2 separate regions of the Sus scrofa genome follow, and region 1 is linked to region 2. A link is a contact called in public HiChIP or PLAC-seq data. All regions are on one chromosome and are shown on one strand. Each heading gives the region's core, a stretch centred on a gene start, on an enhancer-like site or on the middle of the called end of the contact. The rest is flanking DNA. Distances are from core to core; before and after follow the strand shown.

Region 1 (2,820 bases), core at 23-2,522, 140 kb after region 2:
CCTTCCCACTCCCTCCCCCCACCCCCAAGCTGAAGGCGATGGTTGGCTAATGTTATTAATCAGCGTGTGGAAGAAAAATTATCTTGATAAATATGGTGGTTAAACTATATTTTCCCTTTTGTGTGTCAGCTGTTGCAGCTGGGCATTTAATCTCCTTTTACCTAGAAGGAAATCAAACAATTATCCAGCGCTTGATGTCAAAAAGAAACTAGTGAATGAGGGGTGGAGGGTCACCAGTGTATTGGGGAATGGACTTAAGCCACCAAAACCTGACAAAGGGTGCTGACAGTCTGCATTTTCTTGGGCATTAAACAAAGTCTTTGGTAACTTTAAAGAATCTTTCCTTGCATGACTAAACTCATTGAGAGGGTTAGAGAGAAAGCGGCCTCAGAAGTCTTAAGCCTGAAACTTTTTTTCCCCCCCGTTTTGCCCTAAACCCTTGGGATGCTTAAAAGCACGTGAGTGTGTATACCTCCATCATCCAGCGAGACAAAGGAGTGTTTGCACTTTCACAGAGTTAATAATGACAGTAGCGAGTCTTTCTTGTTGCCAGCCATCCTGTGTTAACATTCCCAGTCATCCACCTTCCTGAAGAATTTAATTGTGATTTACACCCCGTCTCTAAATTCTTAGAGACAGCCCCACTCAGAAGACCAAGAAAAAGCAGGAGGCCCCAGATGGGGGGTAGGGGGAAGCAAATGGAGAAAAAGAAGTTTCTAGAACTCACTGTAGATTACTAGAGCTGATGATGAATATTTATAATTATTCACTGGGGAGCCAAAAGTTTTAGTGCAATAATGTGTGAGATTGTGTTTCTAGCCAGCCTGAAATTCCTTCCCATCACTGCACCCCCAGCGGGGTGAGAACATCAAACATGTCCTCTTGCCAAGATGACAGCCAGCATCGCGTCAGATGGGAGACACATGCAAGCCTGACTCGAGAAGTCAAAGAAGTTGCAAGATGGGATTCGCTCCATCCGACGTGGCCCCGTTGCAGGCCCTTCGGAAATCTCCTCCACCCGGCCCCTTCCCGCCCCTGTCCAGTGCTGCCTGCCTGTGTGCTGTGAAATTTTAATTGAATTGTTAATGACACCGAGGAGTGACACAACACATGAGAAACTTCCAAGAATCAGTCAGGAGGAGCCCTTTTTCTTACTGTTACAAAACAGAAGACACTGGGAAATTGACAAGTCCAAGCGGCGAGGCCAGGGTAGTAATTGATAGCAGGCTGCCTAGAGCCAAGGTCCTTCCCTGGTAATTGCAAGCAGAGGCTGCCTCTGTGATCTCGCCAGTGGTGTTGGCCATGCCAGAGCGACCCGGCTTTGACGGATTGCTTTCCCGCGGTAATGACTTAGGCATGTTCCCTCTCTCGCATGAGGCCATGTGTCCCTCCCACTGGAGAAAATGAGCTGAACATTTTGCTTCTTCTTTAACAGGGCGCTGTTAAAATAACTCTATTCTATTATATAAGCCCTCTAGTGCCAGGGGCTAAATTTATATGGTTATAAACAAGAGATATTACTTTGGAATACCACAATACTGTGTTTTGCTATTTCTTTCGGATTTCAAATGGTGTTTTCAAAATAATGGATTTGACTTCAAGAAAATAAAATTGGGGAGTGGGGGGAGGAGGGAGGAAGGATCCCATTTCTGCACACAACCCTCATCCTATTTTCAAATTCCTCTGTGTACTGTCCCTAATTCACTAGCCCAGTATTTATTTGTATTTGTGTTTGTTTTGCTGGCTGGATTGGACTCTCTATGGGGGCATCAGAAATATTATTTACTCCAGGATTCTGAAATAAGATAGATATTTTATTTCATGTTTTTTAAATTCTCCAAAGGTTTCTTTTAATTTTTTTCCTTTCCCATTTCTGGACATTGATGTATTTCAGAACTTTTATGTGGCTTTTCCTCCCTCCCTATGCCTATCCTCCCTTCTTCCCTCTTCCCCTTCCTTGAATGTAATTTTTTGATAAAATATGATGGTAAGCTGAAATGTCCCAGATGATCTATGGCACTTGGGAATTTTCACTCCTGTCGGTGACAGAAACTTAGCAGTTCTGATTCAGGGGTCCCTGAATGCATTTCCCCACTAGGGCCTGTGCTTTTGGGCATTTTTCAAGTTTGGGTCCCTCACCCTACCTCTGCCCATACACAGTTTCACACCAAGAAACCACTTCAAAAGAGTGCCAAGAAAGATCTCTAAAACCTCAACCACAAATGCGCTTAAGAATAAAAGGAAGCTGTGTGTGTATATATGTATATATGTGTGTTCATACTTAGGTGTTTTGATGGAGAGTCTAAGAGGAAGGTGGGCAGGTTAGTGAGAACTTCTGGATGAAGAGAAGGTTGAGAAGAGATTTGATGGTGGTCGTTTACCTTATGTTTAGTCTCTGACCCTCCCAAATTTGTTGTTAATTGCTAGTGCATTTAGATTTTATATTCTTAAAAAGTGCAAGTTTAAATAATGATTGGTTTCCAGGCTGTCTCACAAAATTCACTTGTGCAGAAGAGCACCCTTTAGGTGAAATACCTTTGTGGGCTAGCCTGAGAACCTCACCATTAGAGCGTTGGTTTTATTGGAAAATATCTTCAAGATCTTAAAAGTGGTTATCAGATGCGAGGAAAAAGGTGTTTGTTTGTTTTTGTTTTGTTTTTGCCTTCCCCCTCACTTGTTAGAACTGGGAAAGGGATTCCCTCTTCTGCTCTGATCCCAGCAGCAGAAAGATTGGCCCTAACCCTGCCTTAGGTACTGGGGCCAAGAATATAAACCCTTCCTACAATCCCTGTTACAGTATTTTTCCTCTGTCGGTCATGC
Region 2 (3,043 bases), core at 438-2,937:
AGGCGCAATTCTAGGCGACACCCCTTCTACATACACACATTCTTGCTTTTGAGAAAGGCGACAGCACCCTTCCCCCCCCCCCCCCAACCCCACCATCAGGATCTTCTCCGTCCTCTCAGGGATAAATGGATTTGGAAACAAAACAAAACAAAACAAACCGCACAAAATGTTTTGGTTTCTGACTCTTTGACCTAGAACTGTAGCCCTCTCCCCCACCCCATCCCTAATTCTTCCGAGTAAGGGCTAGGGCAGTTGGCGCCTTAGAGGCTGTGCACAAATAACCAGCTTCTGGGGAACCGGAGGACTGCGACTTTGGAACCAACCATATTTTGGACTCCAGTAGGTCTTCTGGGCTGAAAGTAAGGGGGCCTGAGTCGTGGAAGGCGTTTTAATACCAAAGGGAGAAACAAGTTTTGGCTGCCTTGTCTCTCAGCATTCACACCCCGTTCTACCTCCTCCCCCCTTTCCACCCTAGTTTTAAGGTGCGGGAGCACTATCCTCTCCCCCCATCCCGAAGCTGAATCACTCCGATACCCCCACCTTCCAACCCCCAGATCCCGAGAGCAGCAGCCGGGTGGTGGTCCCAGCGCGATCCGGGGATAGGGTCTTTACCTCTATGGGGCTGACAGGAGTGGAAGGCAAGGGCTGCAGGTATTCGGGGTGCAAAATGTGGCCAGTCCGTGCGGTCAGCATCTTCAGCACCTTGATAGGCAGGCGGTTAGCCTGGCGGAGAGGGTCAGAGGGGGGCACGGCGTGCACAAAAGGCTTGGTGCTGCCGGCCGGGGACGAGCCTGGGCCGGGGCCGGAGCTATTTCCAGAGAGCGCGCTGGTCCAGGCAGGGTCCGCACTGCTGCCGCCGCCGCCGCCGCTGTGCTTACTGCTTCTTAGGGCAGAAAGCGAGGGCGCTGTGCTCATGACCCACCCGCGCGCATGGGAGCAGCGGGGGGAGGGCTCCGCGAGGCGCGGGGCGGGCTCGGGGCTGCGCGCTCGCCCGGGGAGCAGGAGCAGCAGGAGGAGCTGGCGAGGCGGCCACCGGCGCCCAGCGCGCCTTCTCGGCGCCTGGAGCCAGAAGCGAATAATCCTGGGTGGCCCGCAGCGGAGCCGTGGCCGAGCGGGAGGAGCCGGCCCGACTGCGGGAGTGCCGGGTGGCTCGCCGTATCCGCCTCGGGCTGTGCCCCTGCGCTGCGCACTCGCGGCCCGGCGCTGGCGCTGCGCTCTGCGATGTGAGCCGCTGCCTGTCCAGCCGGGGCTCTGGCGAGGAAACTCACTTCAAAAGCAGCTGCACCGAGGGGGAGATTAAAGCCTTTGCCGCCTTCCAATCAAATGGGAGCCCGAGGTGATTGGAGGGTCAAGGGGATGTGACGCGTCCCGCGCCGCTGCTGCCGCCGCCGCCAGGACTCTCAGCACTGGTTTTAATGGGCAGCTCCCACTTCGCCTCTCCCCCTGCGTGTCCCCTCCCTTGATTTCGCTCGGAGGACGAGCTGGACATTTATTCTACGTTTGCTATCTGCCGCCTCCCTCTTTTTTCTTCCTCGTCGTCCTTCCTTTCCCCAGCTCGAGAATAAACTGAAACCTTTTGCAGGAGGGTGCGTATGAGGAATAGATTGAGGGTGTTCGTAAGGAGCTCCGGCAGGAATCTGGACCACAGCCGGACTGTCAACTCCAGGGACGCACAGGGGGCGCACACAGTAAATATTCTCTCCTCCTCCTCAGTAACTGAAATCAATTGCGGTGCGGCCGCCTGGGTAAGGAAAGGTGGGGAGCAGGCGTTGGAGTTGGTCCGGCTGCCCGCCCGCTTTGATTTCTTGAGATTCGGCGGCGGAGAAACCAGAAGTCAGGTGGGAAGAGGAGGCGGTGGAGGCACGTCTCCGCTGGGTGTGCTAGGCTCCCCGCCCTTCCCGGCCACGTGACGCCCGGGGATGCGCAGATTGGGGCAGGAGCGGGGGTCACATGTTTCCTCTGTTTCACACTCAGCGCCCCCCCCCATTCTTACTCTCCCCTGCCACCCTCTCTTCTTCTCCCCCCTCCCCACCAGTTCTTTGGGCATCTCCACCCCTCCATCAATTGTCAATGTTCCTCGACCGCAATCAATCAGTTATTTGTCAGCTCTTGTCAATCCGCCGGTGATTTATGTCAGCTTTTGTTGCTGATTACAAGGCGGGTGCGACTTGAAGGGAAAAAGAGGGAGAGAGAGACGGAGAGGAAGAGACCGAGGGGGAATTGGAAGAGGGGGAAAGAGGAGCAGCCTCCTGGGATGAGAGCTGGGGGCTCTAAGAAAAAGAATGGAAGAGGAGAAAGACGCTCAGTGTCGGGAAAATGAATAGTGAGAGTAAAGTGCGCAGGTGCGCCCAGGGCGCCGGGAGGGGTGCTCTGGCCTGGGGTGTGCGCCTCGTTCCTTTCGATATCGGAGATAGGTACACCCTTCCACCTCTGGGTTTCCTGTCCATTGGGGCCGCGGAGTTAGGAGCCGCTCCGGGTATCGAGACGGGCGGTGGCGACGTCTAACACGGGAGATTTCCACCCCTACCCCCAGCCCCCAGTCAAGATAGTCCCTCCTGGACGTGTAGCGTTCAGTCTTTAGGCTGCCCTGCCGCGGACCCCACCCCGCGTAGTGCCGGGACCCTAAACTCGGAGACTTCTAAGAGCCACACCACCAATATAACCTTGAGTCCTGGAGGTCAATGATGGGGTACCCCTAGCCTCAATTCTTTGACGTCTCCACAATCGTGGCTAGGGCTAGGAGGCTACAAAGAAGAGGCCTGACCGTGTGTGTTTGGGAGAGATACATTTCAGGCTCACTCATGCCCCCTCCTCAACCCTTCCTTCACCTTGCGCCATCCCCGCAGGCTAGATAGCCGGTGTTACTCCCCTCTGCCCGCTAGAATTTATTGGAACGCCGAGCCGGGACTGACCTGCTCAGAGAAAGCAGAAAGAAGGAACGAGAGAGGGAGGGAGTGGCTGCCTGTGGGAACACTGGCTCTTCCAGGGAAGCGGAGCGGGACTGCCGCGTTCCCCTCGATTTGCACCGTCACTCGGGCTGTTT

Evidence for each region. HiChIP or PLAC-seq counts read pairs in DNA pulled down with a chosen protein or histone mark.
Region 1: a contact with region 2 is called in an H3K27ac HiChIP or PLAC-seq map of skeletal muscle, with 2.8 times the contacts expected there. The contact joins the enhancer-like site here to the promoter of ZNF503 in region 2. A contact is called at or near these places in 1 of 5 promoter capture datasets (liver), 4 of 47 Hi-C or Micro-C datasets (embryonic fibroblasts, fetal skeletal muscle, skeletal muscle and 1 more) and 1 of 2 datasets of contacts at active chromatin or transcription factors (skeletal muscle).

The regions. Positions count from the first base shown.
Region 1 is chr14:78,071,234-78,074,053 of Sscrofa11.1, forward strand. The region is part of intron 2 of LRMDA (a long non-coding RNA gene); the gene reads left to right. Among named protein-coding and RNA genes, the nearest start is that of LRMDA, 110 kb to the left of the region's middle. Within about 2 kb of position 1,273, at least 10 of the 83 cell types and tissues checked have an H3K27ac peak or open chromatin away from gene starts, as enhancers often do. A contact at or near this core is called in skeletal muscle, where this site is marked.
Region 2 is chr14:77,927,067-77,930,109 of Sscrofa11.1, forward strand. It overlaps ZNF503 (zinc finger protein 503), which reads right to left and starts at 1,688. Exons shown (of 2, transcript XM_021073148.1): 1 at 613-1,688. The coding sequence starts at 915. It overlaps LOC106506044 (a long non-coding RNA gene), which reads left to right and starts at 2,354. Exons shown (of 3, transcript XR_001301017.2): 1 at 2,354-3,043.